2 separate regions of the Anser cygnoides genome follow, and region 2 is linked to region 1. Evidence: chromatin contacts called from public Hi-C data. All regions are on one chromosome and are shown on one strand. The core of a region is the stretch at or near the end of the contact, and the rest is flanking DNA. Distances in the headings are between cores, read along the strand shown.

The links. Hi-C and Micro-C count contacts between places; a contact is called where the count stands out from the background.
Region 2: a Hi-C map of liver shows a contact between it and region 1, with 8 times the contacts expected there. The contact joins the promoter of SEMA4G here to the enhancer-like site in region 1. A contact is called at or near these places in 2 of 7 Hi-C or Micro-C datasets (both in liver).

What each region holds. Positions count from the first base shown.
Region 1 is chr7:13,896,026-13,900,225 of Taihu_goose_T2T_genome, reverse strand. The region is part of intron 2 of SUFU (SUFU negative regulator of hedgehog signaling); the gene reads left to right. Among named protein-coding and RNA genes, the nearest start is that of SUFU, 19 kb to the left of the region's middle. Within about 2 kb of position 2,910, at least 1 of the 3 cell types and tissues checked has open chromatin away from gene starts, as enhancers often do. A contact at or near this core is called in liver, where this site is marked.
Region 2 is chr7:14,018,407-14,022,205 of Taihu_goose_T2T_genome, reverse strand. SEMA4G (semaphorin 4G) reads right to left here and starts at 1,552. Exons shown (of 16, transcript XM_048060706.2): 1 at 1,531-1,552.

The DNA of each region.
Region 1 (4,200 bases), core at 1,661-4,160:
ATTTTGCACGGCAACAAAGCAAATCTTTTCTTGTTCCATGCAAAAGTTTGAAAGAAAATGCTTTGGCAAATTGCTTTGATTTAAACTGAAAAGCCTCTGGTTTTTAGAGCTGCTTTTAAAGCAAGAGGCTAGTTTGGCTTTTGATCCTCTTAAGCTGGGTTATTTGATGTGAAAAACGCCCTTGGTACTCTGCTGCAGAGGGGAGCAGCCTTTCAGCTCTCTGTGTGTGGCTTCAGGAGAGGGCTGGCAGCGCGCGGGGTGGTGGGGGGCTCGCGGAGCCTGCCTGCACGGCTCTGTAAATAAAGGGGCCTCTATTTCTTTGGATTCTTTTGCTGGAACTAAATATCACGATCGGTGAAACTCTTACCTCATTAAAGGAACAAGCCAGACGTCTTCAGCCTATGTGCAGTGCTGCAATGTGGTCTGTCCTGCTGAGCTGATTTGATGAGCAGATAAAGAGTTTTAAGCCGAAGAATGGCGTGTAATATATGACCTTAGCTTTCAAACGGTTTGTTTTTGTTCATGCGACAAAATAAGGTTTTGATATTAAATATAGGGTTGGATTTGACTTGGCAGATACCAGAGCCTTCCATTACTGCTGTAGCCATAATATAAAACTATCTGATGTGTGCCAGTGGGCATGCAGCAAGCCAAGAATTTCTCCATCGATGTTTGTTTTTGTGAAAACTTACCCGGCTGCTTCAGAAATGGGTTGGCTGCAAAGGTGATGCCCTCTCTTGTCAGAGGGGGCAAAGAATTGGCAGGCAGAACACCCTCCGTGCTGCCTCTTTGTAGTTAGTATCTCGAGTGCTTGGGCAAAATGAGGATTTTTTTTTTCTTAGTGTTTTGGGGGTGTTCAAAGAAAAATCACTCAATCAGAAGTGCAGAGTTCAGCAGAAACAAGGCATAAACCAAACTATGTGAAATATTCAGATCTGTTAGTACAGAAACCTAATGCTGTGTTGCAACTTTCAGTTTATGTACCTGGGGCTATGTGTGGATACAAAACGTGCATTTTGAGGGCTCCTTCTCGCGCACACGCTGTCAGCACGTTGGTTGGGTTGGCGCTGTCGTCTTCCTGTCGAGCTGAGACACTCCTGGACTATTGTAACTGTGTTGAACGATAACTTAAAAAAAAATAAAAAAGGAAAAGCCATGCAAACTAAGAAACGAACACCAAAGAGCTGAAATCGTGCCTCTGTGGAACAAAAAGCATGTAATAAAGGTATTACCTTGACAGTTTACACAGGAGCCAGGGTCAGGCCAACCCACAAACAGCATGGGTGCTTTGCAGTCCTGGTGCAGGCAGCACGGAGCTTCAGCGCTGGGTATGGGAAGGGCCCTGAGCACAGCTCCCCACAGCTACCTCGGGTGTGCTTAGCAGGACTCCTGGAGAGTGCTTGATTTGCAGGACTGTGTGTTCAAAGCCACCATGCACATCAGGTAGGAGGAGGCAGAATTGCTTTTTGGGTTATCCTCACCGCTCTCCACCCTGTTTTCTGTGGCTATGAGGCTTATTCAAGTCTGTACCTTTCGGAACGTTATTCTTTGTAGCTTGTTGGTTGATGGAGGCCAGCTTGAGGATGCTCCAGTGATTGATTTTCCCGGAAGCTTTTCGAAACGTGGGAGCCTGGAGGAAGGAGTTTGAAGGTGTGAAGGTGCTCTGCAAGGCGTGATACCCTTTTGGCTGGTTCCTTAGCAGCCTGCGTGTCACTGAGACACCCTGCAAACGGCAGCGACATGCCGTGCGAGGAGGAGGCTGCCCTGGGAATCCCGTGTTATGGAACGTCTTACTATTCATTAACTCATTTTTGGGGAGTCGCTCATGATTAATTCCCCGATTGTGGGTGGGCTGCTTCTCTGGGATAAGTGCATCTTTTGTATTGTTGGTAAGGTTTGAACCAAAATGAAAACAGGTGGTTTGGGGGGAATGAGTGGCTGCTCACTGCCCAGATACAAAGAATAGTCTCTTTACCTTTGTGTGGGATCAAAACCATTTACTTGGTCTTCCGCTCCTACATGGAGGAGCAGTTGACGTGTCTAGCAGCCTTGAGCTTCTTATGGGGCAAACTGAGACCTGAGGCTGGTAGAAAATCCACGATTCTGAATTCCTGCCATAGTCTTGTCTCAACTTCTAGTGATTTCAGGATTTATTCCTGGCCACTTGCTGATTGAAATGAGCGTCTGTGAGGAAAGGCAACCTGAGAGTCAGTGGTTGAGCATAAAATTCACTTCATACATCGTGTAGCTGGATCCCGGGATTGAAGGATTTATGGGCGGTTGTTCATTGAGAGAAATTTTATGGCAGCTGTTGAAACTACTTTTGACTTATTTTCAAATACAAGACTTTCTTGGAAGAACAAAAGCAAAAGCTTTGGCAAAAATGCTGACTGAAAATGGCTATCCTAATTACATTCTGAAGATTAATAATTCTTTCCTTCTGTGGAAGACCTGTCTGAATTAAACAAATGTTTTGGTAAACCGTCAAGCTTTTAAAGTCATGTGTCGCAATTTCTTCAAAAACAAACAACCAATCTAAAATTAAGTGAGCTCAGATCAAAGACCTTATCAGCCGAAACCTTTGAACAGCTGTACAGTACAGGTGAATTGCATGTATTTAAAGTTTTGCTCTCACAAAGCAGCGTCTTTTCAGCAATCTGTGTCCATTAACTATTCTAAAACATCTTAAATATAATCTTTAAATATTTAAATCTTACAAAATAGGATTTTTCTGAAAATTCACTGCTACCTTAAAAAGTTGAGAATTATAAGCATTGCACGCTATTGTATTTTTGAGTGTTTTTTGGTGGTTATGCATTTTCTGGTACTCTAGAGATTTTTTTAACATCTTAGAAGGGAAGTAACTTGCTTTATTCCTTTATTTATCTTTTATTCTATATATTTTCTATCAATTCTCTGAGAAGTTCCTTTATTACCGTACAAAAAAAATAACGTGAGTAACATTGCCTGTCAGTTTTTACCACTTTGCAACCACTGGCGTGTTGCAGGCCAGCGTTGTTCTTCTAACTGCTCATCTTGCTTTAAATTTGTTGGAAACCCACCTGAACACTTCTGTTACTCGGTAACCTGCTTACGGATCAATAGAAAGCACGTGTGGTCTTCTGTTAAACAGTTATTTCTGTTTATCCCCTGAAGCATGGAGATCTGTGAAGTTCAGTTAAAAAAAAAAAAAAAGATACAACCCACAACCTAAACTCTAGCTTAATGCATATTAAAAATAAGTGTTGCTTCAGAACCTGCCTTGAAAGGAGGAAATTCAATAGGGAGCCATCTTACTTTCCAAAAATTTTAACTGTGTAAGCTCAGCTTGAAGGCTTCTTGTTAACTTTGATCCTTTTTAAAATTGACCCGTTCGTAATGCGTCTCAGTTTCTGGTGAATGCTTTTTCCTGGAATCAGTCCTTGAAAACTACCCACTTTGAAGCATTTTTGTTTCTCCCTCTAAGAAATACTTCTGTTTTTCCTTTGCTAACTGATACGTGAAACTAATAAAACACTACAGGGGTGCCGAATGTCCAAAGTACAGCTTTGAATTTATGAGCCTACCGCCATCCTGTACCAATCTTTTTGGTAGACCCGCATGCATGATCGCAGAAGACGGGTCTCACTGCACATCCAAACTCCACTCTGTGATCACGGGCTCTCTGGTTATTCAGTAAGCTCTTGCTTTGTTGAAGAACCAAGTGTAATTATTTGGTTTGTTGCTTAAAGGTACGTTTGTTTCCTGGAAGAGGCTTTATACGTACCGGCTGACCGCTATGAAATGCATTGTCTGCTGCATTCATGGAGCGTTTGCTTCTGTAGTACATAATGCTCAAATTCTTTGTTGAGGATGACATGGAGAGAAAAGGAAACGTACACTTATATTTTTAACCAAATGAGTTAAGTATTTGTTTGCTGTATTGTTTGCTCACCTTTCTATCGCAGATGTCTGACTTTCGCTACCTGTCCTCTTGTTTTCGGTCAGAGCTGTTCGTAGTGTGGCTTTGTCCTTGGGTTCATTTCTTAACTATTTTCCTTATGTTATCTGCAAGTCCATCACAAACTCCTTGAAGAATCCTCAAATAAAAGTTACATTAAATCTGGAAGGAGTTGCACTGATGCTTAAATTTGATCAATTTTAGCACTTTACGTTAGTCAGGATTGCTGAAAAGCATGTCTGCTTCAAACAAGCTCCTTA
Region 2 (3,799 bases), core at 303-2,802, 120 kb before region 1:
CCCGTCTCTTGCCTGCGGCTCGGCTCCCCGGGGCTCGGCACGGCTCCGCTCGGCTCGGCTCGGCTCGGGGCGAGCCGCCCGGCGCAGGTCGCTGCGCGCAGCCCCGCCGTGGGCCGTGCCGTGCCGTGCCGTGCCGTGCCACCCCGCGCCGCCCCCTGCCGGCTGCGCTGCGCCCCGCCGGTACGGGGCCCGGGGGCAGCGACACCGGGCTCTGCCCCGCTCCGGGAGCCCGAGCGAGAGGCACCAGGACCGTCCCCTTCGTCCTCCCCCCGCCGCATCCCCTCCCCGAGGCCGCCCCGACCCTGCCTGCGCGCCCGGCTGGGCACCGCGCCCGGCGTGGCGCGGAGAGGGGCAAAGTCTCCAAAGCGTGCGCCGAGGGGGGGGGGGGGGGGGGGACGCGGCCTTCGGCACCGCCACGGCTGGCTTGGGGACGGGGGTGCCCCCCGGTGTGCTTGGGACGGGTTACTGGGGTGCCAGGGGCATCGCCGGAGGGGTGCTGCGCCCCTTGAGGTCTGCAGCGCCCGGCTCCGTGTGTGCCGGCTGCCGATTTGCGCCGCGCCACGTTGCGCGGTGCCACGCTCGCCGTGCCTCATCGTGCCGTGCCGCATCGTGCCGTGCCGTGCCACGTCGTGCCATGCCCTGGTGCACCGTGCCACATGGTGCTGTGCCACCCTGCACCGCGCCGCACAGCACCGTGCCGCCCCTTCTCCCTCCCGCCGGCACGTGCCTCTCCACGCGGTCTGCGTTCACCCGCGGCGGGAGCTCGTTTTGGAAGCGCAGGCAGGGGCTGGGCACCCTAAGGCCCCGTGCAGAGCCTTCGTGGCCTGGGTGGCTTCTGCAGCTCCTCCCCACGGGCAGGAGCTGCCAGGTCCAGGCCTGCGTTTGCTTCCTTTCGCAAGATTTCGGCTGCCGGAGCGCCCAGCCGAGCCCTCCCTCCTCTCCTCCGTCACGGCGGCTTGCCGAAAGCACGAAGCCCGAGCACGGGGCTGTAATCAGCAGGTCGCATCTAGGGCAGCGGGAAGTCAGCTGGAGCGGGAGGCGGAGGTGCCGTACCTGCGTACGCCGGCTCCCGCCTCGCCCCACCGAGCCTCCCGCGGTTGCTGGCCCGTGTTTACCAAGCCGCGCAGCACCTGGTGCCGGCACGGTGCCATCGGGCGCCGCTCGGTCCCTCCTCTCCGCTCCGGCCCCACGGGAGGGGGACAAGAGTCCGTCCCCCCCCCCCAAGCCCTGCATCCCGCAGCTGCGCCCGCGGCGGGGCTGGGTGCCAGGTGGGTGGTGCTGGAGAGCGATTTTTGGAGGATCACTCGACGAGGGTCGGCCCCGCATGGAAACTGCTCCTCACTGCCCGGACCTCACCTGTGCATGGGAAATTTGGAGGGGGGGGCAGAGCTGACATAACACCTCTGGGGGCTCCTGCGGGCACGGTGCCTGCCCCCATCGCCCTCATCCCCATCGCAAACTCTTAACCTGCGCAGCATGAGGGACCCCCACTCCCCGGGGGCCCCCGAGCAGAGCGGAGACGCTACCCACCTCCTCCTGCGCTCCCGGCCTCCCTCCCGCCGCGCCTGCACGCTCCAGCAGCTAATTGCCATTTCCTCCTGTCCCTGAGCAAAACCTGAGCGTCTCCACGCCTCGCCTCGCCTCTCTGCCCACCCCACGGAAGTCGGACGCCCGCGCACCGGGCTCGCTGCAGCCCTGCCCGGCGCAGCCTGGATGGACCCGGCCAGAGCTGGAGCGCTGCAGGAGGGAGCAGGAGGGAGGCTGGAGCAGCAGCACCGCCCGCACGGCAGAGATGCTGTTTGGTCTTATGCCGGGATGGGGGATACGAAGCACACGGTCCCCCGGGTCAGGTGCTAACCCCTGGGTTAGTGGGGGTGCCGCTCTCTCCACCTCGCTGCAGGCACGGCGACCTTCGTGGGGCAGCAGGGCGAGCAGCGAGCGGGTTCCCCGGGGGCTGCGCTCTCCTCGACCTCCCGTGGGAAGCGAGCAGGGCCCAGCTTGCTGGGGCTCCCACCAGGGTGGGCGCTGGAGCCTTTCCCCCCAGAAAGGCACCGAGGGGGGAGCACCCCCGCCACGGCATGGCACGGAGGGGACGCTGCCTGCGTGCCCGCTGTCCTGGGGAGAGGCCAGGCTCGGCTGGAGGCTGTGGGGATGGTTACGGGACGGCTGGTCTGTCCCATCCCGTCCCGTCCCGTCCCGCAGCAGCGCTCCCTGCCCACCCACGTGGCTACAAGCCCAAATTCGGGTTGCGCTAGCTCCTGGCCTCGGAGCGGGGTAATTAGTGCATGAGCAAAGAGCGAGCTGAGCCTGGTGCGCTCGACACTGCGTATTTACAGGCCCAAGCTTGCGAGGCTTTAATTAATTAACGCGAGTCATCGGCAGCTGGAAAGAGATCTATTTCCAGAGCCTCCGCTCACTCTGCTGCCCCCATGAGATTCTCCGAAGGAATTTAGGGCCCCGCTGGTGCGAAGGCCAGCCCTCGCCGCCTTCTCACGGCTTCCCGGGGGCCAGCACGGGGTCCCACCAGCCGCGGCCGGGAGCCGAACCCAGCCCGGCCCCGTGGGGAAGAAGAGGAGCCGCCGCAGTGCCCTGCCGGCCTGCCCAGCCCGGCTGCTCTTTAATTGTGCTTTGCTCTCACTGACAAAGCCGGGCTGGTTCCCACTGGGCCTGCCCACGGCCTGCTTCACCCCTCTGATGCCCAGCCAGCACGGATGAACCCCATCTTCTGCCCGTGCCCCCACCCCAGGTGACCGGTACCTCTAACACGCCCCCGGCGCCCCGATGCGTTGCAGCTGGGCTCTCCCCATCACACGCACTGAGCCCCAAATTCACCTCCTTTGGTCCGAAACCGCTTGGCGCGGCCGCCTCTCCCTCGCCCCGAGCGGGAGCAGAAGACAACCCCCAGCCCGGGGATTTGGCTCGCTGCCGCCGCCAGTTACAAAACCTCCTCGCTCGGGGAGCTGGGGATTTACGAAACCCGCAAAGCACCGCGAGCCCCGCGCTCGAACCATGCCAGCACGCGCCGTGCCTGCTGGGCTCCCGGCCCCAGGGGGAGCCCCCTTGGTTTTTGGGTTACCTCTCCCCCTCTGCCCCCATCCCTCCAGCCAGCGGCACTGGGGATGTCCCAGCCCGGCCTTTCTGCAGAGCGCCGTGGGCGAACCCTGCCGAGCGCCCCGCATCGGCCCTGGGGTAAGCGCCCCGGCGGGCACAGGGCACGGCAGGCGCGGGGATCCTCTTCCCTTTGAGCCCTTGAGCAAACTTTCCAAACCACTCTTCCTCCTTCGGGCCGGGAGCCAGCGAGGAAAATTACAATTGCTGAGGGATTTGTCTGAGAAAGTTGCGACGTGCCAGAAGGCAGCGGCACGGCCTCCGCTGCCCCAGCTCCAGCTCAGGGCTCGGTTTCTTTTACGGACGGGACCTTTCCCCCCTGCTCCACGCAGAGCAGGGTTGCTGTCCTCGCTTCCCACACGACCCGTTGCCCTATTCCCCTCCTGCAAGCGTCTGGCTGTGAAAAGGGGGATGCTTCGCCCCAGCCCCAGCAGCCCCAGCCCCACAGCGTGGTGCCAGCGCCTATTTCCAGCGGGGAGAAGCAGCTGAGTCACGGCAGCCTCTGCCTGCCTTCCCCTGCCCTTCTGCCGGGGGGCAAGGCAGGGGAAGCCCTTCCCAAAGCCCTTCCTGGCCGGTCCGGACGGACAGATCGCATACGGCTAGGCTAAACCAGTGGCAGAGGGGAGAGGAGAGGGTCGCAGAGCACCAGCGGGAGCAGAAACGTTCCCAGGGGCGAGCGGTGACGGCAGAG